2 separate regions of the Zea mays genome follow, and region 1 is linked to region 2. A link is a contact called in public Hi-C data. All regions are on one chromosome and are shown on one strand. Each heading gives the region's core, a stretch centred on a gene start, on an enhancer-like site or on the middle of the called end of the contact. The rest is flanking DNA. Distances are from core to core; before and after follow the strand shown. Region 1 holds the start of LOC100191328 (delta-12 fatty acid desaturaseFAD2). Region 2 holds the start of LOC103627642 (probable L-type lectin-domain containing receptor kinase S.5).

Region 1 (3,335 bases), core at 154-2,653, 710 kb before region 2:
CTGAGAAAAAGATGAACCCATTTGGTTTCGAAGCAGAAGCAGCATGTTCAAAAAGCTAAACCAAAACACACCCTAGCTTGTTATTTTTTAGTTTTAGGGGGTGTTTGAATGCACTAGAGCTAATAGTTAGTTGCTAAAAATATATGAAGACATCCAAACAGTCTAGCTAATAGTTCATGTATTAACTATTCGTAGCAAATTATCTAATAGTTAGTTATCTATTTGTTAGCTAGCTAATTCACTAATAAATTTTTTAGCCAACTAACTATTAGCTCTAGTGCATTCAAACACCCCATTAGTTCATTTAAATAGAAGACTAAAATTATAACCAACTTTTAAAATGTTTAAACTTATAAATATCTTTCTCTATTCTTATTCTATATAAAGCACCACTTCCAACGGTCATCTCATGTCACCCTTCCTGCTTAATGCAAAAATAAAATAAAATTATATATAAATGGAGGTTTGAACCTTGATTGTTGCTCCACGTTTACACCTATCTAACCAATATAACACACACATGTGTCGTATTAAAGCAAAGTTTACTCATATAGTCATATGATACATATAAAAACCATGACAATGCATGAATAACGACTAGTATTATTATATGACTAGTTTCCATGCGATTGTGGAATATATATTGTGCTTAAATTTCTAATATATGAGTGGTAATTGGATATATGTGGGGTGACTAGGGGGCTTTTTTCGTCGTACTTACAAAAATTCCTTAATCATGAGTCACTAACATGACTTCTTATATATACCACCCGCCTCTAAATAATGACAAAATAGATAAATTTTCCGGTGACTAGGGTCTGTTTGGATTTCATGCTATAAAGTAAAAGCAAATAAAGTTTAGTTATTTTAGGAGGTAAAGATCCAAACAGGAAAATATAAAAAGTGACTAGAATGGTGAAAAAATAAATTTATTTATAGGCTGCACGTCACACAATTTATAGTTCATCGAGTCACACAATTTACTTAGTTAATAATTCGATAGGCTGTACGAGTGTACGTTTCGTTGCGGACACTATTGCCAGTTAAAATAAAATCTCGAATGAAAAATAAAGATAATCAAGCGGCGTTTTCTTTTGTGAACCAATCGTTTCAAAAGAGAACTCAAATATGGCGATGTCCCCCTGTTTTCCCGAGGGGACCCCGTCCGTTGGATGTGAGCCACGAGCCCACGAACGGCCCGCGGCCGGCGCCGCGCGATCTGGGTCACGCCTCCCGGGGTGTAGCCAAACAGGGTTATACACGTGGACGGGGCCAGATTTCCCGTTGCCGACGTGGTTAGTGCGTCCCATCTGCCCCTCGGGCCCACGCGCCAGGGAGGCCGCGCCCGCTTTTAAATAGCGCCTCTCCCCGGCGGAATCGGAGGCGGCCAGGCTCCCTCCTCCTCCCTGCAAATCCTGCAGACACCACCGCTCGTTTTTCTCTCCGGGACAGGAGAAAAGGGGAGAGAGAGGTGAGGCGCGGTGTCCGCCCGATCTGCTCTGCCCCGACGCAGCTGTTACGACCTCCTCAGTCTCAGGTACCCGCATTAGCCTTCCTCTATTCTGGATGATCCCCCCTGCCAGTGTTTCATAGATTGTTCTGAATGGATTGATGAGGAATCGACCGGAGTTTCGGTTTTGGGTTGCTGAGCTCGGCAGCAGGGTGACAGTTCGCCGTAGCGGGCTCGTGACCGGCCGTCGCCGGCGGGGCGGGTCCGGCCGAGCTCGTGTCGTCGATCCGTAGCGTTGGGTCTGGGAGAAAGTAATGGGATGCGGCCGAACTCGCCGTAGCCCCCGCCGGTCGAGCTTGACATCGATCTCACCGGCGGGCATCCGCAGAGGCCTTGCGCTGCCGATGTGGATTTGCCCAGATTAGTCCTGGCAAAGCGCGCTTGTTTCCCATCTCATCAGATCTGTAGGATTCAGCGAGTGGTGCCGATCAGATATTTTGCCCGTGCAATGGATCCATGATCTCTGCCCCCTCCTGCCCACTCGTTTCGGGAACATGACATGCCACTTTTGGCCACGAACTTTTCGCAGCTCCCGTCAATCTTGTGGGTAAAAGCTGCAACCTTTACAGGCCTAGCCTCTTTCTTTAGGCGTTCGGTCCCTCCATGACAGCCATCGCTGCGCCTGCGCCCTCCCCATGATGGCCAACTGCTCCGTTGTTCTAGCTTCTAATTTTTTTTACTGGTACTATTAGCTAAGCACGGAGTTGGCGACAATTGCACCCAAGAATTGACTGACCTTTTAGCTCCAGCAATTGCTGTGTCTAGGAAGCAACTCGTTCTGCTTTGGTCACACATAAAAAAATATCTACTTGTCCAGATGGGAAACCGTATATGCTTTTCTAGGAATTTGGATAGAAAAAAATAGAGCGCGTTCCTTTCAATCCCAGTCATCACACGCTCGAGGTCGAGGGCAGGAAGCCGCCGCCGCCGGCGGCGGCAGCGGGGATGGGGAGCTCGTTCCGTGGGTCTTGTCTGCTTGACCTAGAAAACGGCATCGTGATGAACGACGCGCTACCGTCCGATGCCTTGGGATTTTGGACGGTGGCGACTGTCTCCTCCCACGTGGCCACGTACAGTCAAAAACCGAGACAGAAAAAGATTTCACCTACTCCGCCTCACCTTCGGCATGGGCCGGCGGCATGTCAGGGCTCTGCAGCTGTGTCTGCGCAACGGTACAAGACGCCGCGGGGGTCGCAGCCTGCAAGCCCGGCACCGAATTCTAGGCCCCACATGATGGCATGCAACACCGGTGCACAGATATTTTTCGACACGATTATCCAGCCGTAGAATAACTCGGACAAGTGTCGAGAGGCGTGGACCAGCAGATCTGGGTGCAGTTGGCCCCTCTGGTGACCAGAGTGACCCGTCCTTCACCTTGGCGTGGTCGGCTGCAACTCGCTGTCCGATGCAAATTGCTGCTACTGCTATGGCCATGGCATGGAGTCGCATGTGCCATTTCTTCCCTGTTTGTTTGGCTCTCCCCGCCGTCCGATCAGAAAGTTAGGGAGACAATTTAGACGGGCGGCCCTTGTCTTGTCAGAATTAATGCACAGTATCGGCACGGCGGCCAAGCATCTCTTTCGACGGATCTGGTTTCTGTCTCCATCTGTGGGCGCCATGGTTGGCTGGTCGACAGGACACGCTTGTGTCATTTCGGCCAAGCCCCAAGGGAGACAGATAACATCCGATTCCACCTCGTGCGAGCACATGTGCGTAGAGATGGCCAAACGGGCCGGCCCGGCCCGGCCCGGCCCGGGCCCGGTGAAGCCCGGCCAAAACCGGGCCGGGCCTGCTGTGCCAGCGGGCTTAAGTTTCTGTCCAAGCC
Region 2 (3,419 bases), core at 225-2,724:
GTAACAAGCCGGATTCGCAAGCAATCGTTGGTGAGCTACGTCAGATTTACAACATTTTATGCAGTTCTGCTGACGCGAGCCTTGCCGCCCAGCCCCATGAGAGCAACCTCGCAGGAAAATGGTGGCGCTGCGCGACGAATCCTCCTTGTGCAGAGAACTTTTCAGGTAGACCGGTCACATCAGGGCCCTCACGATTTTACTTCCGGTCAACATCGCTAGTGTGCGTTTCCTGTTGTAGAAGCATCTACGCCGGAGAATTTCCAACTGGGTAAAAAATACAGGGGAAGCAGTGACCTGAATAAGATGCTCAGCTGGGAGAAGCGTGCGGGTTACTTCTAGCTTTTTGGGCTTTGGCTAGAGGGGATTTCCTTCCAGGAACCTGTCATCCCCTCTCGGCTCCCGCTAGGCAACAGAAACTCTGTTCTGGGTACCGTTTGGCCAACACGGTGATACGAAACCAAGTCAACTAAAAAAACATCCAGAATTAAAAAAAACAAAGATTTTAAATAATATGTGGTGGATGGAGCTTAATCGTGCATAGCAGTTGGTGTGGACAGCGGCCATCGAATTGAATGTCTGTTTGCCTAATTATATTGCATTGCATGTAATGTTGACATTTGCTTGTTAGCTGATGGGCTGCCTGTGATTGAATCGGCAACAGGTAATCTACCGACAATGGTAAATATAGACAATCAGTCGAAGATGGATGAAACAGTACAGTATATTGCAACAACCTTTTCACCCCGTCATGTAATGTTAACATTTGCTCTTTTTTTTTCTATCAACATCCATTCAAACCATAATGAATATATACGTCATGTGCAAACTGCATTCATATATTACTTAATAAATGTATGATCAGCCTAAACAAACTATATTATGGGACAGAGGAGAGGAGGTATACTTTAAATATGACTTTGAATTTTTTTTTGTTTTTTCGTAAATTTGATGTAAAAAAGTCAAACAAGAGACATTTTCCTTTTATGCAGACTGCTTTTAGAGGAAAATATTGGTTGCGGTTTTAGGCCTTGTTACAGCGCGACGAGACAAAGAGAGCTATTCGGATAATATATTTATCCATGAAGATAATAGCCATGAAGGTCTACACATCATGGTTCAATTTCCCATTTGTAGTAACCTGGTGCAGGCGAAGCGACGAACCGGCCTGCTAATTTTGGCTCTGACGTAGTAACAGTCTTATGGGTTATTGTTTCTGGCAGTGGACGCGATCTGTAAGAGGTGAAACAGTCCAAACGGGTATCATGGGGACGCGGTTTATGTTTGTGACCAGGCAACACGTACAACAGTTTGCACTAGTGAACGCAGGTCACACCGTCACAGGTTAGGTGCATCACTAGGAAGGTCATAGAGTTTCTGGAACAGAGAACCTGGTGTACGGAATTGTTGAACAAGTAAGATAACGAAAAAAAATACAGTTCAAAACGGAGGAAGGAGTGTCCATTTATATAACGTGGAGTCCAAACTGCCCCTTTGATCCCGGGCGCACCCCGTCACCGCACCACAGGCTCTGCCCCTCTTCTCTTTTCCTGCAGGCGGCAGGCCAGCACATGACGACGGGGCCTTGGCGCCGTGGCGGCCGCGCCACGACCAACCTCGCGCTCCTCCTGCTGCTCGCGTGCGTCACCGTCGCCGTCCGCTCCATCCCGGCCGCGCTCGCCCAGGCCACGGTATCCACCAGCACCGTCGCCGGCGTGGACTTCACCACCTTCTCCTTCCCCGGGTTCGACAAGAACCCCACCGACCTGACGCTGTGGGGCAACGCCAGCGTCAACCAGAACGCGCTGCAGATCACCCCCGACACAGGCAACAACGCCAATAGCTTCCTCGTCGACCAGGCAGGCCGCGCATTCTACGCCACGCCGTTCACGCTCTGGGCCGCCAACGCGTCCAGCTCCAACTCCAGCGCCCCCGGCGGCCGGCGCGTCGCGTCCTTCTCCACGGTGTTCAAGGCCAACCTCTACCGCCAGAACCAGGCCGTCAAGGGCGAGGGGCTGGCGTTCGTCGTCGCGTCGGGCAACGGTGGCCAGCCCCCCGGCAGCTACGGCGGGTACCTCGGCCTGACCAACGCGTCCACCGACGGCCTCGCCGCCAACGGGTTCGTGGCCGTGGAGCTGGACACGGTGAAGCAGCCCTACGACCCCGACGACAACCACGTCGGGCTCGACCTCAACGGCGTCCGCTCCGTCTCCGCCGTCCCGCTCGCGCCCTACGGCATCCAGCTCGCCCCCAACGACACTAGCAGCTCTGGCGACCAGATGGTCTGGGTCGACTACAACGGCACCGCGCGGCACGTGCGGGTGTACATGTCCGCGAACGGTTCCAGCGATAAGCCGGCCACCGCCGTGCTCAACGCGTCGCTGGACCTCTCCGAGTACCTCCTCGGGAACGACGCCTACTTCGGCTTCTCGGCGTCCACCGGCGTGGGCTACCAGCTCAACTGCGTGCTCATGTGGAACATGACGGTGGAGGTGCTCCACGGCGCACGCGTCCCCAGCAAGAAGCTGTCGGGCTGGAAGCTCGGGCTGGCCATCGGCGTGCCGTGCGCCGCCGGCCTAGCGCTCGGGCTGCTCGCGGGCCTCTACTTGATGAAGAAGAGGAGGAAGGTCGGGGACGACCCGAGCTCGGTGCTCCACAACAACGCCATTGACCTGAGGAGCATCCCGGGCGTGCCCAAGGAGTTCGACTACAAGGAGCTGAGGAAAGGGACCGACGGCTTCGACGACAGGACGAAGCTGGGGCAGGGCGGGTACGGCGTGGTGTACCGCGCCACCGTGCCCGGGGATGGCGGCCAGAGCATGGAGGTGGCCGTGAAGCAGTTCACCGGTGCCAACACCCAGGGGCAGGAGGACTTCCTCGCCGAGCTCAGCATCATTAACCGCCTCCGCCACCGGAATCTCGTCAAGCTCGTTGGTAAGGAATCTTTTGTCCTGTCCGTCCCTGCCCATTACATCACATTAGAGCATCTCGAAGAGAAACTCTAAACATGGTTCTATTTTAAATATAGGGCTCAAAATCATAATACATCCTTCCAACAGCGGCTCTATTTTATAAAATTTCATCAAATGGTTATAGGATTCGGTCTCTCAGGTTCTAAATATAGTACCCATATACTGGAGCCCTATCCTCATTTTCACTTAATTTCTAACCATTTATTTCCTAATATCATGATTTATTTCCTAAATAGCATTATTTAAGGCCTGACTATTGGAGTAAACATTTCTTTTGAGACCCTAAACATTCTAAATATGGTCCTATTTCAAATTTTAGGACTTTATTTTAGGGTTTGTTGTTGTAGATGCTCTTACATCCTAATATTATTATTTTCCTTATCGTAAATTGCACCGCTTTATCCCGTGTCGTTGTAGCATATCAACGACCATTTCCTATTTTCCTTGGAT

The links. Hi-C and Micro-C count contacts between places; a contact is called where the count stands out from the background.
Region 1: a Hi-C map of bundle sheath shows a contact between it and region 2, with 2.3 times the contacts expected there. The contact joins the promoter of LOC100191328 here to the promoter of LOC103627642 in region 2. A contact is called at or near these places in 2 of 25 Hi-C or Micro-C datasets (bundle sheath and tassel).

What each region holds. Positions count from the first base shown.
Region 1 is chr5:211,064,514-211,067,848 of Zm-B73-REFERENCE-NAM-5.0, reverse strand. LOC100191328 (delta-12 fatty acid desaturaseFAD2) reads left to right here and starts at 1,403. Exons shown (of 2, transcript NM_001136762.1): 1 at 1,403-1,537.
Region 2 is chr5:210,352,819-210,356,237 of Zm-B73-REFERENCE-NAM-5.0, reverse strand. LOC103627642 (probable L-type lectin-domain containing receptor kinase S.5) reads left to right here and starts at 1,474. Exons shown (of 2, transcript XM_008647939.3): 1 at 1,474-2,931. The coding sequence starts at 1,569.